Linked DNA regions of Mus musculus: region 1 is linked to region 2. A link is a contact called in public Hi-C data. All regions are on one chromosome and are shown on one strand. The core of a region is the stretch at or near the end of the contact, and the rest is flanking DNA. Distances in the headings are between cores, read along the strand shown. Region 1 has its middle 33 kb from the start of E130120K24Rik. Region 2 has its middle 43 kb from the start of Gm34756.

Region 1 (6,134 bases), core at 1,158-3,657, 78 kb before region 2:
CATCCACATTTGTGATCCTTTGAAACATGAGAGGAGTTTTGATTTTGAAAGGTGCCCCACGATTCCCAAGAACTCTATTGGCTCACAGCTGTGGGAATGGCTGCATCTGCTTCGTGTTTATAGCCATCCATCTTCATTCTTTTTGGTAGATAAACTGAAAATAGGAGTAAACATGGCCCTCCCCAAAAAGGATATTTTTGGAGGTTTTTTCGATAAGAATTTTAGTTAAGTGCTTTGGGGGAAAATTACCACAACCCACTTCACTAAGAGCTATTGTTTTGTTTTCTTTGACTGATAATATATTTAACCAAAGAAGAACAATTCAGTTGCCTGGTGATGGGATGATTCAGTTTCTCCAAGGCGGGGTTCAGAGAACCTTAGTCACAGTCACCTGGAGAGTTCTGAAGACTTTAGATTCCTGGGCCCTACTCCAACCCTGTGACTCAGGAGCCTCAGGACCACAACGAGGAAGCTGTGTGTTTAGTGAGTCCTGCAGGTGGTTCCTATGTATCTTCATATGTAAGGGGGCATGATTCTTCAAATCAGCAATCAGTGCTTGATCTTGGGTGAGGTAGCTACATCACCCACCTCCAAGGTTCGGAGAGGAGTATCAGTGGGAGGAAGGATGGGAGAATATGAAAGTCAGAAGATGGAGAGGGATGTCGTGAGATGCTGCCTTCTGGACATGTGGGCATGGATTCTCACAGAATGGATGCTTACCTGCACAAGACCTGCTTAAGCCTAGGACCGCTAACTTCCCATTGAGCCTGAGGAGGGAGACTCATGAGGCCCTCAGTCCTTCCTAAGGAGCCACAGGCAGTTAGTTAATAGATGCTGGGAGGGAAGAGAGTCCTCGGTGATGTAGAGTAAGTTGCCTTTGCTCGTGAAAAATAACCTCTCAGTCAAGCTTATGTGAGCGATTTTAATTCAATACAGTGGGGTACACACAGAGAGGAGCAATTTTAATTCAATACAGTGGGGTGCACACAGAGAGACATGGGTAGGAGGGCTAACTTGTTGGGGAGACAAAGAGGTTCTATGGGAGTGTGAGGGATGTAAGATGTGAGAGGGATTTTATATATATATATATATATGTAATTTTTGAAGGATAAGTAATAAATAACATAAAAATAAATAAAAGAAATTTAAAATGAACAAATTAACAAACAAAAGTGCTTTTGCTCAGGAGTCCCTCTAACTCTGATGAAAGGGTCAGGGCCAAGTTGTCTTGGGAGGTGGGCAGCCCAGTTTAAAACCCAGTGAAAGTGATTTTTCCATCTCCTCAATGTCTCTCGTTTTGTTTGCTCTGTCCCAAAGCTTCCTTCACATGGCACAGCATTTGGAATTGAGGGTCCACCCTGAAGCAGTTTACTGTGGATCCTCTGCTGATGCTCGGCGACCATGAGTTACATTTTAAGAAGAGCTCCTACATTCGGTCAGCACAGTTGCCTGACAGCTCTGGGATATCAGGCAGATCTATGTCTACTTTCCAGGGCAGTGGTTCTTGGACTTTTAACTGCATGGTAGAATCTCGTGGATTTAGAACTCCTCCATCTCAGGCTAAACTCCAGACCAAAGTCATTAAACCTACAAGACAGGATCCAGGCCTCTGAGCTTTGTGACGCTCCCTGGTGATTCCAATGTACCATCAAGGCCAAGGCCTTCCTTCGGTCCTAGGGCATCTGGAGAAAGCACAGATTCTAACATCTGTAGGGATCATCAGTGGCTTTCTCTGCAGACAGAACTCTTCATTTCCTATGGTTAGGGCTATATGCATGGTTTAGAAGGCATTTCTTATGAAAATGTGTTCCAGAGAGAGAGTCTGAACATTTCTTTAGAGTGTTCAGCCACACTGTCGGAGCTCCAGCCCAGTCCACTGTTATTCGAATGAATTGCCGCTGGTATTTAAGCCTTCATCCATAGACTCATGCCAGTGTGTTCTGCCCCTGCCTGGCCTTGAAATACACAACACCAGCACTTCCTTTTGTCTGTATCAAGATGATCTACAAAATTTATCAGTCTTCAGCTCTTTTTTGTCTTCCCAAGAGCCAGTAACAGATCTCCAGTGAGCTGAAACAGGGTAAGTTGTTTTAAACTAGTGACTGCTTAATAAATTAGCCCAAGACGGCTCCTACAGCCAGTTTCCCAGGGTATCAGAGCAACACCGCAAGAAAAATTATTTCCATTAAACACCACAAAAATGTCTTTCCTGTGATACTTCACTAAAAGGGTGACATGTGCAAGAGTCTCAGTCACAAAACAGGAAAGCAATGTTTGAAAGTTAAATTAAAAAGTAAAGCATAGTTAAGATTTTATTGAGCTTAAACTCCACTCCTACCCCCTAAACATATAAATCTGTTCTGGGCTCTATGTCTCCCACTCAGATGGGTGATAAATTTTGGATGCTGGATTCTTATGTCTCTAAAAATAACGTTTACCTACAGTGAAGTGCAACATCTGGGCCCACTGGGAGAGTACAGAGTGGCCTTTTAGGTTAATTGTTTGTGTAGACAGGTTAGGTTTCCCAATGCTGAGAATGGTACCTGTTCTCTTTCTCTTGGCCTCATCCACCGGAGGTGAGGAGGATATCCCTGACTTTCCCATAGGCCTGCTCCTTCATGCAGAATGTCACCATCCATGCTGGGACATTGGGGAGATGGAGTATTTCCCATGTCATTTGAACTGAGGGACCTGCTGTTCCCAGAGCCACCTTGGTTCCTGTGGTTGAGGGGGATTAAAGAGGTTCCCTTCCATACCTCAGTGCTCCATAGTGAGTGCTGTCAGAACTGACCCATGTGTCTGTGACACTCTCAATGGAGTGCCTCTATGTCTCTCTCCCTCAGAAGGAGTTTTTCATTGCCTAGATCTCAGTGGACCTTGGGAAGACCCATGCATGTTGTATAGACTGTCAAAGTAGGAATGGCAGCAAGGTAGACATTAGACTGATCATAGTGAGAACTGTCTGTTTTTCTTTCCAACACTCCACTCCAAAACAGCTAATCCCATGGAAAAAGAGGCCTTATGGAAGAATGTGGTGAAAGCCACCAGCTGTCCGGGCCCATTCTCGAAAATAATAGTCTTCCTTTTCCTTCCTTCCTTCCTTCCTTCCTTCCTTCCTTCCTTCCTTCCTTCCTTCCTTCCTTCCTTCCTTCCTTCCTCCCTCCCTCCCTCCCTCCCTCCCTCCTTCCTTTTGTTCTTTCGTTCTTTCATTCTCTCTTTCTTATTTTATTTTTTTAGAGAGGTAGGAAAGGATAACCCCACAGGCAGTCCTGAAATAAATCTTTAAGATCTCTAAATCTTTGTATAAATTTGAGTCTAAACATTTTTATCCACAATATAAATTTTTCCAGGCACTGACTCAAGACCTGGGAGTTTAGCCTTTCATTTCTCCCCCTTTCCATACCAAATCCTGTTTGTTATTCCCTCTCTCCCACTCTTGTGGCTTCACTGTAAGACCTAATTGCCTCAGTTAGTCTATGGTAAAAGACTCCTTACCCATCATCCCCTGGACTCCAACCTTTAGGAATTAAAGGTCACTTGATACCTTTCCCCAAAGCAACCTCTTTGTTTCACTGTTTGGCACCTATTGCTTCTCCGTCTAAACTTTTAATGGCTCTCCTGTTGACTCAGTAAGGTGGCAGAAATTCATCCAAGTGGTCAAGGACTTGGATGTTTGGTTCCAAATTATATCCTTGGCCTCTGTTGTGTGTTCTGACCACACAGCGCATTTGCGCTCCTTACCTCTCAGCCCCACTTCTGCTTCCTTGTCCTTGGCTTAGACCATTCTCTCTGCCTGCACTGCCACTTCCTCCGATCTCTCCTGGAGGAAAGTCCTTCCTTGTTCTCCAAAGCCCAGCTCACAAATCCCCATTCACTTTCCTGAAGTCTTTTCTAACACTTTGATCAGTCCCCCTGTCTCTGAATGCTTGGTAAAGCCTCCTCTTTGTGCCATCCCATGGACTTTGCTGGGGCAGAGAGGTCTGAAAGGCTGTTAGTGCTTCGCTGAGTGGGATTCCCAAGAGGGCACCCCACCCTCATGTTTTTCACCATCAGTGTGTTGCATGGTTGAATGACTGAAGAAAAGAATAAATGTGTGTGTTGCAGAGACCAGGGTTGTGGTACACACCTGCAATCCAAGGCCCAGGAAAGCTGAGGTAAGGATATGGTGAATTTAGCTCAGCCTAGGGTAGCTAGGAGATGCTGTTTTCAAAAGAAAATCAACACAATAAAATAAGCCAATGTTGTTGCCTTCTCTTCTAGTCTTTAAGAAATTGTAGGACGGACAGCACAAAGTGTAGAATCACTTGTCTAATCTGAGGGCAGCCACTAGTTCTAGAAATGGAGATTTTTGGGGGGAAGGAGATCTTGGGGCCTTTGAGAGAAGGTCAGTTTTAAGGACCATTTATGTGTTAGAGACTTATCTGTATAAATGGATCCTCCTTCATCCCTGGAATGTCTATGCTAGACAGGGTCAGAGGGAAGGGCTTGTCATCATAAATAATGGATTTTAGCACATTTACCAAAGATTGCAAAACTCTGAAAACATGAAGCTCCCAGCTGGCAAGTATGTGGTGTGAGTGGCCCTGGAGCTGTCTGAGCAAGCTAATCATTGGTATGTGTTTGCTCTGGCAACCTGGCAACAGGTCATGAGCCATTTCTGAGTTCATAGACTGAAGGCTAAATGACAACTTAAGAAAGAAATGAATTGAAATGGGACAATGGCTTCTCAATCCTGGTCAGTTAGTATGCATCGCAAGAAGGTCAGTTTGGGAATAAAAGGTAATTTGTGTTTGCTCAAATTATTCTTTTAGGCAGAAGCTCTGGACAAATATAAGCCATCACATTTTCAACAGAACAGGTACACATCTCTACAAGGAAGGCCAATAGTTTTGTTGTCTTGGTTTGCCACCGTACCTTGACTAAATGAGCAAAAACAGACTGGAAAAAGCTCTTCCAAGTTTGTCAGTCAGTCCCCAACTTTTCCCTTAATGTTCAGTGTTTATATGGAAACCTTGTCACTAATTACCTATCTTGTCTCCTAGTCTCAATACTGAGCTACCGTTGGCCTTTTAATTTGTAATAATAGATGAAGAGCGATGTTTTCCCAGTCCATGGGATTATAATGAAGATTAAATAATAGATGTGCCGACACATAATTAAATGGTGCGTTGTGGGCTGGGGAGATAGTTCAATAACAGAACATGGTCTAGCATGGCTGAGGCCTTCTGCCTGTTGGTCCAGCACTGTCCAAAAACAAAACCACAGCAACCTCATCCTGCTTGGAGTGTACTGAAATGTCCCCTGCAGAGTCCTTTGCCAAGCCTGACATGTACTGAAATGTCCCCTGCAGAGTCCTTTGCCAAGCCTGAGGTCTGGAGGCACTTTTGTTGAGGGGTTCTGGAAATTGTAGGAGGTTGGCCTTAGGTGGAAAAACTAGGTAATCAGAGACAGACCCTGGGTGCTATCTTGTCCTTGGTTTGTTCTTATTCACTCTCCCTCCCTCCGTCCCTCCCTCCCTCCCTCCCTCCCTCCCTCCCTCCCTCCCTCCCTCCCTCCTTCCTTCCCTCCTCCCCCTCTCTATTCCTTTGTGCCTTCCCCCTCCCCTCTCTGTCTGAAGAAGGAGGTACTAGCTCTCTTCTTCCACTGCCATGATGTTCTCCCACCAAGTACATGGACCAAGAGACTATCCTGACTGTACCCTCTGCAATTATGAGCAGATCTTTCCTTTACAAAAGTTGTTCATATCAGATATTTGTCACAGTTCCACGACGAAGAGAATGAATACAGACGAGCAAAACATCACATGCGTTTGTAGCTTCTAACACCGTGGCACAGTGGTGTGCTGTGCTGCATGTATCGATGCAGTTACTCAGCTAAACCATTGGCTACTTTCTGGCTTGTATTTAATTCTTTATGTTCTGTCCTTCAGTTCAGTGGGCCCATGCTGTTCCATAGCTATTTGGCTTCCACGGCAAGATAAATACATTGCTGACCTCACTACATTTTTGGTAGGGAGTTTGATTTCTAATCTGGTGTATACTTTTTTTTTTTTTTTTTAAAAGATTTATTTATTTATATGTAAGTACACTGTAGCAGTCTTCAGACACTCCAGAAGAGGGAGTCAGATCTCGTTA
Region 2 (6,851 bases), core at 3,196-5,695:
GGGTTAGTCCTGAGGCACGGGGGAGTCCAGCTTCCTCATATAACTTCCATCTGTTGCCACTGGTTTATTCCTAGAAGCACAGAGGGGGTCTCCTGGGAGCAATGATAAGATATGACCATCAACTGCCTGATAATATTATCACACAGTACCTAATGGTGAGGATGCCAAAGGGAACCATGGGGGCCTCGGAGAGGAGTGAGGGACTCGGCCTGGAGCCTGGTGCTGTTAAGGATTCCAAAGAAAACTCAGAGAAGGGAATTCTTTGCAGTCTAATTTTTATGATTTTTTTAATGCAAAAGAATATGGTTAATTTAGGAATAAATTCTCTGAAGATCAAGGTAAGGGTTTTTTGTTTGTTTTTTGAGTTAGGTATTAGAGAAAACTGAGAAAGTTACAATTCATTGCTTATTTAGGGAGATATCACATATTTTAATCTTTTCTTTTTCTTTTTGGTTTTTCAAGACAGGTTCTCTCTATGTAACCTTGGCTCTCTTGGAACTAGCGCTGTAGAACCAGGCTAGCATTGAACTCATCTTGTCTACCTCTGCCTCCAGGATGCTGGGAGTGCCTCTAGAGCCTATGCCACTATCCCAGTCTTCTACCCCTCCTCCATGCTGGAGATGGAGGCTGGGGCCTCATGAATGTGGTTCGTGTGAGGCGTGCAGTACACAATTGATCTACATTCCTACCCCCTAATTTTTATTTTTTAATTTTTTTTTTCACTTAGAATCCTGCAGGTTGCAACATTGATCAGTACTTGAAACTGTGCACTGTAATTCTTTTTTTTCTTTCCATTTTTATTAGGTATTTAGCTCATTTACATTTCCAATGCTATACCAAAAGTCCCCCATACCCACCCACCCCCACTCCCCTACCCGCCCACTCCCCCTTTTTGGCCCTGGCGTTCCCCTGTTCTGGGGCATATAAAGTTTGTGTGTCCAATGGGCCTCTCTTTCCAGTGATGGCCGACTAGGCCATCTTATTTTTTAATTTTTGAGATAAGATTTTTACAAGTTACCCAGACTGACCTTGAACTCGCTCTGTAGCCCACCAGGCTGTGAACTTACACTCTTCCTCATCTTCCCATGCAGCTTGGGAATAGGTTTAACATGCAACCAAGTTTCAGCTACAAGCATAGGGGACACTAGTCCAAGCAGCATCTGGGGAGGACTTAACTCCAGGCCGTACTAGAGGTCTATGTTATAATAGGCCCATATATGAAACTCTATGAGCTGCCTACTTGAAAGTTACCTACTTTCTTACAGTGCTCTCAGGTGCAAATTTGCTCACACATGCAGGCATGCAAATGTGTCAGAATAACACTAATATTTATAATCATACTTTGCAATCCCACAGTGCCTTTCATCTGTAGATCTCAGGGTACTTTGCAAGCATTCATTACTTCTCTCAACATTCCTCTGAGGAAGGTAAACATTATTTTCCTCCCCTTTCCAGATGAAGCAATTGAGTCAGATAAGTGACTTGCCTAAGGCCAGTGAGCGAGTGTGGGTGGGGTTGAGAGTCACAGCTCAGGGTTCCTAGAGCCTTTGGAGGAAACCCAGTAGGTGGTAAAGCACAGAGGGCCTGTGGCACACAGCTCCTGGAGGGTCACTTTCTCCTGTCAAATCTATCACCCTGGCATAACCGACCCACTTATTAAATACCTCCTAGGTATAGGATGCACTCTCTGTGTATGCATGATTTCCACTCCTCAGAGTAAACCCTCCCGATATAGATAGGGAGCTGAGTTTTACAGACGTGAGGTATCGTACCTAAGATCACATAGCTCAGAAGTGCTTGGGCAGGAAGTCAAATGCAGATCAGTTTGCTTCCCAAAGCTGGGGTTCCTTCTCCAGCACATAAATCAACCCCCCCCTTTTTTTTGAAAATGGCAGGAAGGTAGCTTTCCATCCCTTCATGTTTCTCACTCTTTAAAAAAATAAAGATTGATTAATTGTATTTTATGTGTAGGAGTTGCCTACCTATATATGTGTGTGTGTGTGTGTGTGTGTGTGTGTGTGTGTGTGTGTGTGTGTGTGTAACACATGTATGTCTGTAGTTGACTGTGAAGGCCAGAAGATGCCCTGGAACTGGAGGTACGGGAGGTTTTGAGCTGGGGATTGGTCCCTAGTCCTCTGAAGGAGCAACCAGTGCTCTTAACCACGGAGCCATCTCTCTAGATTGTACCACACTCTTTTCTTTAGTTTCTGAGCCACCATTCCTCCTAGCTCTCTATCAACTTCCTTGACTTTGACAAGATGTAGAGACTGTTCCTGACAGCAGATCTGATCAGGACAGAGATAGTCAGGAAAGGAAAGTATGGGCTGCTAAGTCTAGAAGTGCATGTGGTCAGTCAGTCACAAGAGCATGGATGTCACCTCAGAGGTATCACAGTGGTAGCAAGGAAACACTCACAGAGAGGTGAATTCTCTTGGCATGGACATGTTCCCAGCCTCATGGTCAGAAGTCACAGGAAGAGCTGAAAGAGGGGAGGTGGCATGTTGTCATCCCTCAGTAAATGTTACCCCTTTCAATAGCTGAACTGAGACAATTCATATTCAGCTTGAAGTCAGATGGTACACCTCTTGGGCTAAGCATTTTCATGTGACTGATGGAGCTAGAGGCAGGAGTGAATGGAATCTGCTGACATGGGAAGAAACTTGGGCAATGGCCCATCTCTGAGACCTGTGGTGAAGCAAGCCTACTTCAGAGCAGGAAATGCTCAACCTCTGCAGGAACTCCTGGAAGCGGAATTCACAGGGACTGGCCACTGGGCACCAGTTTTCTTGTGAGTATAGATAGGGACATATGAGGTAAGGCTACCAAGATTCATCCAAGAGAACCCAAGCAACGCAGGTTACAAACCTTTTCATTAGACTCGAAGAAGTCCACTTTGGAGTTTGTTTCATTTGGTATGCATGATTTAAAAAAAATCAAGTTTTAATCACTGTTTATTTGAAATGACTTTCCTTTTTCAGAAGTAAGAACTAGGTTCTAATACTTAGTGCTTCTGTGGGAATGAAAACCAGGCTGGAATCCCAGTGTCCTTTCTCAACCATCTCCTCTCCCTAGAAGATCTGCACATGGGCTGTGCACGATTGTTAAAAACAGAATGTAAAAATATGAGCAAGCTAGGCTTGATGGTGTGTTCTGGTTTCCTCACGCACTAGAGAGGCTAAGACAGGAGGACCAGTTGAACTCAGAAATTCAAGGCAACTTAACACATACATACACACACACACACACACACACACACACACACATATACACACACACACATGCCCCAGCTAGAGTATCTATTACACACAGGTTCTCTTGGCTGAATTCAGATTCCATGTTTGCTTACACACTTTGAGAACATGGGTGACAAGAAGCCCAGCAGGGAGGGACAATACACCCTGTGTTAGCAAACAGGCGATCTCATTGGCTTGCTTCCAGGGACCTAGCAATCTCCAGGTACATGCTGTGGGTAAAATGGTCCCCCAACCATCTCTCTCTCTCTCTCTCTCTCTCTCTCTCTCTCTCTCTCTCTCTCTCTCTCTCTCTCTCTCTCTCTCTCTCTCTCCTCTATGGGTCTCTCTCTCTCTCTCCACACACACACAGGCAGCCCTCTCCTGTTTCCTCTGTCCCTCTGTCTGCCCATATGCCTCTGTCTCTTTTTCATGTCCTTACTCCAAGACCTTCACCACTCCCCCCCCCCACCAGTAAACTTCTTACACCAGATCTGTTGTGTGGCATAATTTCTCAAGGGAGCACCTTAGCATTGGCCTGCTAAAGGTACTCTACCCCTCCCTCACATTTTATCTTTTCACCCTGTATGTGAAATCACCACTCTGTAAGACAGAACAGGCTGGACGCCATCTTTTTTGTAGAAGCTGAGGATAGTCAGGGTCTTACAGGACATCTAACACTTAAAAAAAAAAAAAAAAAAAAAGAGAGCCCCAAAGCTGAGATAAGCCATCACCATGGCTCACAAGGCTGTTAAACCGAAAAGGACCCTACTCCAGTTGTTCAAACACACCAAACCATTAACAGACACTTCTCAAAATCAAATGCAAGTTCACATTAAGCTTCCCCCTTAACGACACAATCACAAGGAGCCACATAAACACAGGGGAACCTTAGCACCCAGCCAGCGTGAATGCTGCCACCCACAGATTCAGACCTGCACTGACTTCTTTTTAAGATTTAGTGTGAAAGAGAGAACCAGCTTTCAGGTTGGCTCGTCCTTGGTGTGTGAACTCAGCAAGTGCTCCCCGGAGGGCAGCGCGCTGGTGCTGCTCTGTAGCCCTGGCCAGCAGACCCCTTCTGGGGATGAAAGTAGCATCCTGGAAAGGCTGCCAGGCTTGCAGAACTGAAAACTGAGAAGCTCTGCTTCCCAAAGTTCCCTACATAATCCTTACCGTGAAGAGCCCTCTTCTCCCAGCCCTCTCGCAGGACAGCAGTGAGTGTTAGCATTTTTGGGCTGCTTCGAATTCCTTCCTGCCTGCTTTTGAGCACATACTACATTTTAAAACTTGTTGGTTTCTTTCATGTTTTATTTGACCCTATGTAATTGCATTCCTGAAGGAGTAACAGGCCCCCCTAGTGATTTACACCCTGTATTAAATGTCAGTTTTGAAGAGACACAGTTAACAGTTTGGTTTAACCTCCTGCCTTCCCTCTCTCTGTTACTCAGGGCTGAAATTTGTGTTCAAGCTCTGAGGAGTCTAAGGGCAGGAGGAAAAGATCAAAACCAGTTAGCGCAGGGGCAAGGCTGAAAGGAGACTCAGAGTTCCCCCGGGAAGCCACCCAGCCGGAACAGAAGGAGGCCCCCTTTCTTAAGTCATGCTTGCTGTCTATTTAGCCCTTTAGAGAAGATGTGAATCAGAACCACATCTGAGCCTGGAGTGAGTCTCAGCTGATAACTCAGCCTTGGGGAAAGCTAAAACAAGAGGAGAACTGTGAGTTCAAGGCCAGTTTGGGAAGCAAAGTGGAACCTTATCTTTAATGACAAGGAAACAACGAGCACACACACACACACACACACACACACACACACACACACACAAACACACACTGCCCCAACCAAGACAAGCTGGAGTTCTGTTTCTATCCCACCCCCTCACGTCTGCTACACACACACACACACACACACACACACACACACACACACACACACACACACACATTTCAGTTCCTGAGACAGCAACAACTGCCATAAACCATGAGTCTATTTGAACTTCTGGGGACCCAGTAAATAATGAACCGCTTTGATGCAGTCCAGGGAGAAAATACAGTCTTAGTATTTTGCATCATTGAATTTTATTTTATTTTATTTTATTTAACATTTTATTTTATTTAACAACTGCTGTTATGGTTAAAATATTTCACTTGCCTTGGAAGATTGACTTAAAATATATACAGTAGCTACTTAACCACATAGGTGAGTTGATCTCTCAGGAGCATCTAAATAACTCGGGATGTAAGAGCATATTTCCTGTGATCCTCTGAGTGTGTACAGGCATGTTTGTGTTGAAAAAACTAGAAAGATCCTGTGTGAGAACCTGACAGGCAACCGAAGTAGCCATTATTATTACTCAGAAATCCACATTAAAACTGTGAGACCAGAGACATTAGAACGTTGCCTTTGTGAAGCACAAACAGTTGGTTTGTCACTTGGCTCAACTCTTCCCAGTCTGCCAGCTTTCCCTGATGACCAGAGCGCGAGGCTTGATTTAAAATGACTGCAACTTTATACCAAGGAAAGAAGGAATTGGGAAATCAGGAAAATTATTCAGTTCTCTGCCAGGGCAAAGGTGTGACCTAGTTTGATCATATCAGCTCCTGAGATCTTTAATCCCCAGCTCACACTCCCAGGCCACTTAGAAGCCATTAGCTAAAGCTATTTAGCCTGGAAATGTGTATCTGCAAGGAGAAACGTTCACAGGAACTCAGGAGATGAAGAAGGTTGGTCCTTTGTGCATTTATGGATCTTGGTCTCTCTTCCTAAATCATGTAAGGTGATTTATAAAATCTGTACAAGAGCTGGGCAGTGGTGGCTCAATCCCAGCTTTTGGGAGGTCCATTCTAGTCTACAGAATGAGGTCCAGGACAGCCAGGGCTACACAGAGAAACCTGTCTTAATAATAATAATAATAATAATAATAATAATAATAATAATAATAACAACAAATACAAGAAAGCAGCAGCTGAGGGCAAAGGGAAAAAATGAAGACAAGAGAAGCAAGACTCTTATCAGAGAGCAATATCCCTGAGGGACCTGCAAAATGAAAGGCTCATCTGTCACCACTCCTGCAGCCATCAGTAGCTGATGTAAGATGGATACACAGATTCTTGCAGGCTGCTACTATGGGAAGCCATTGTAATACTAACTCCTGCAAGTAGATCCTGTCTACCAGAAAACTGTAAAAGGAAAAAACTTAAAATTCGCCTTCCATTCACAGTAAATACCCTCTTATTCCACATAGTGTATTATCGTTCTTGTTATCATTGCAATTTCCACCGTTATTTTATTGTCAGAAGTCTCATGACAGTGTTGTGGCACTAGAACAGTCAACTGTCTGTGGGTAAAATGCCTCACAATTAAGAAGGCCCAGAGCAGGGGTTTTTGGTGATTTTTTTAAAAATCTGAATCTTTCTCCCTTTTTTTTTCTTTCTTTCTTCCTCTCTTTTTCACACTCACATTTTTTATCAGAGAAAACAACTAGTTCTAACCATATTGAAAGGGCATGCTCAGAGGGGCGTGGTGGCACACACCTTTAATCCCAGAATTCCTGAGGCAGAGCAGGCAGAGAGCCCTGTGAGTTCATGGTCAGAGAGGTCTACATAGTAAGTTCCAGGACAGCCAG

The links. A called contact is a pair of places that touch in the nucleus more often than the background predicts.
Region 1: a contact with region 2 is called in a Hi-C map of nephron progenitors, with 2.1 times the contacts expected there. The contact joins two enhancer-like sites. A contact is called at or near these places in 1 of 15 datasets of contacts at CTCF or cohesin (the NIH/3T3 cell line) and 6 of 484 Hi-C or Micro-C datasets (8-cell embryo, embryonic fibroblasts, embryonic stem cells and 2 more).

What each region holds. Positions count from the first base shown.
Region 1 is chr14:46,510,749-46,516,882 of GRCm38.p6, reverse strand. No RefSeq gene overlaps it. Among named protein-coding and RNA genes, the nearest start is that of E130120K24Rik, 33 kb to the left of the region's middle. Within about 2 kb of position 2,407, at least 6 of the 459 cell types and tissues checked have an H3K27ac peak or open chromatin away from gene starts, as enhancers often do. A contact at or near this core is called in nephron progenitors, where this site is marked.
Region 2 is chr14:46,434,470-46,441,320 of GRCm38.p6, reverse strand. No RefSeq gene overlaps it. Among named protein-coding and RNA genes, the nearest start is that of Gm34756, 43 kb to the left of the region's middle. RefSeq lists enhancers at 4,318-4,713, 4,304-4,770. Within about 2 kb of position 4,445, at least 63 of the 459 cell types and tissues checked have an H3K27ac peak or open chromatin away from gene starts, as enhancers often do. A contact at or near this core is called in nephron progenitors, where this site is marked.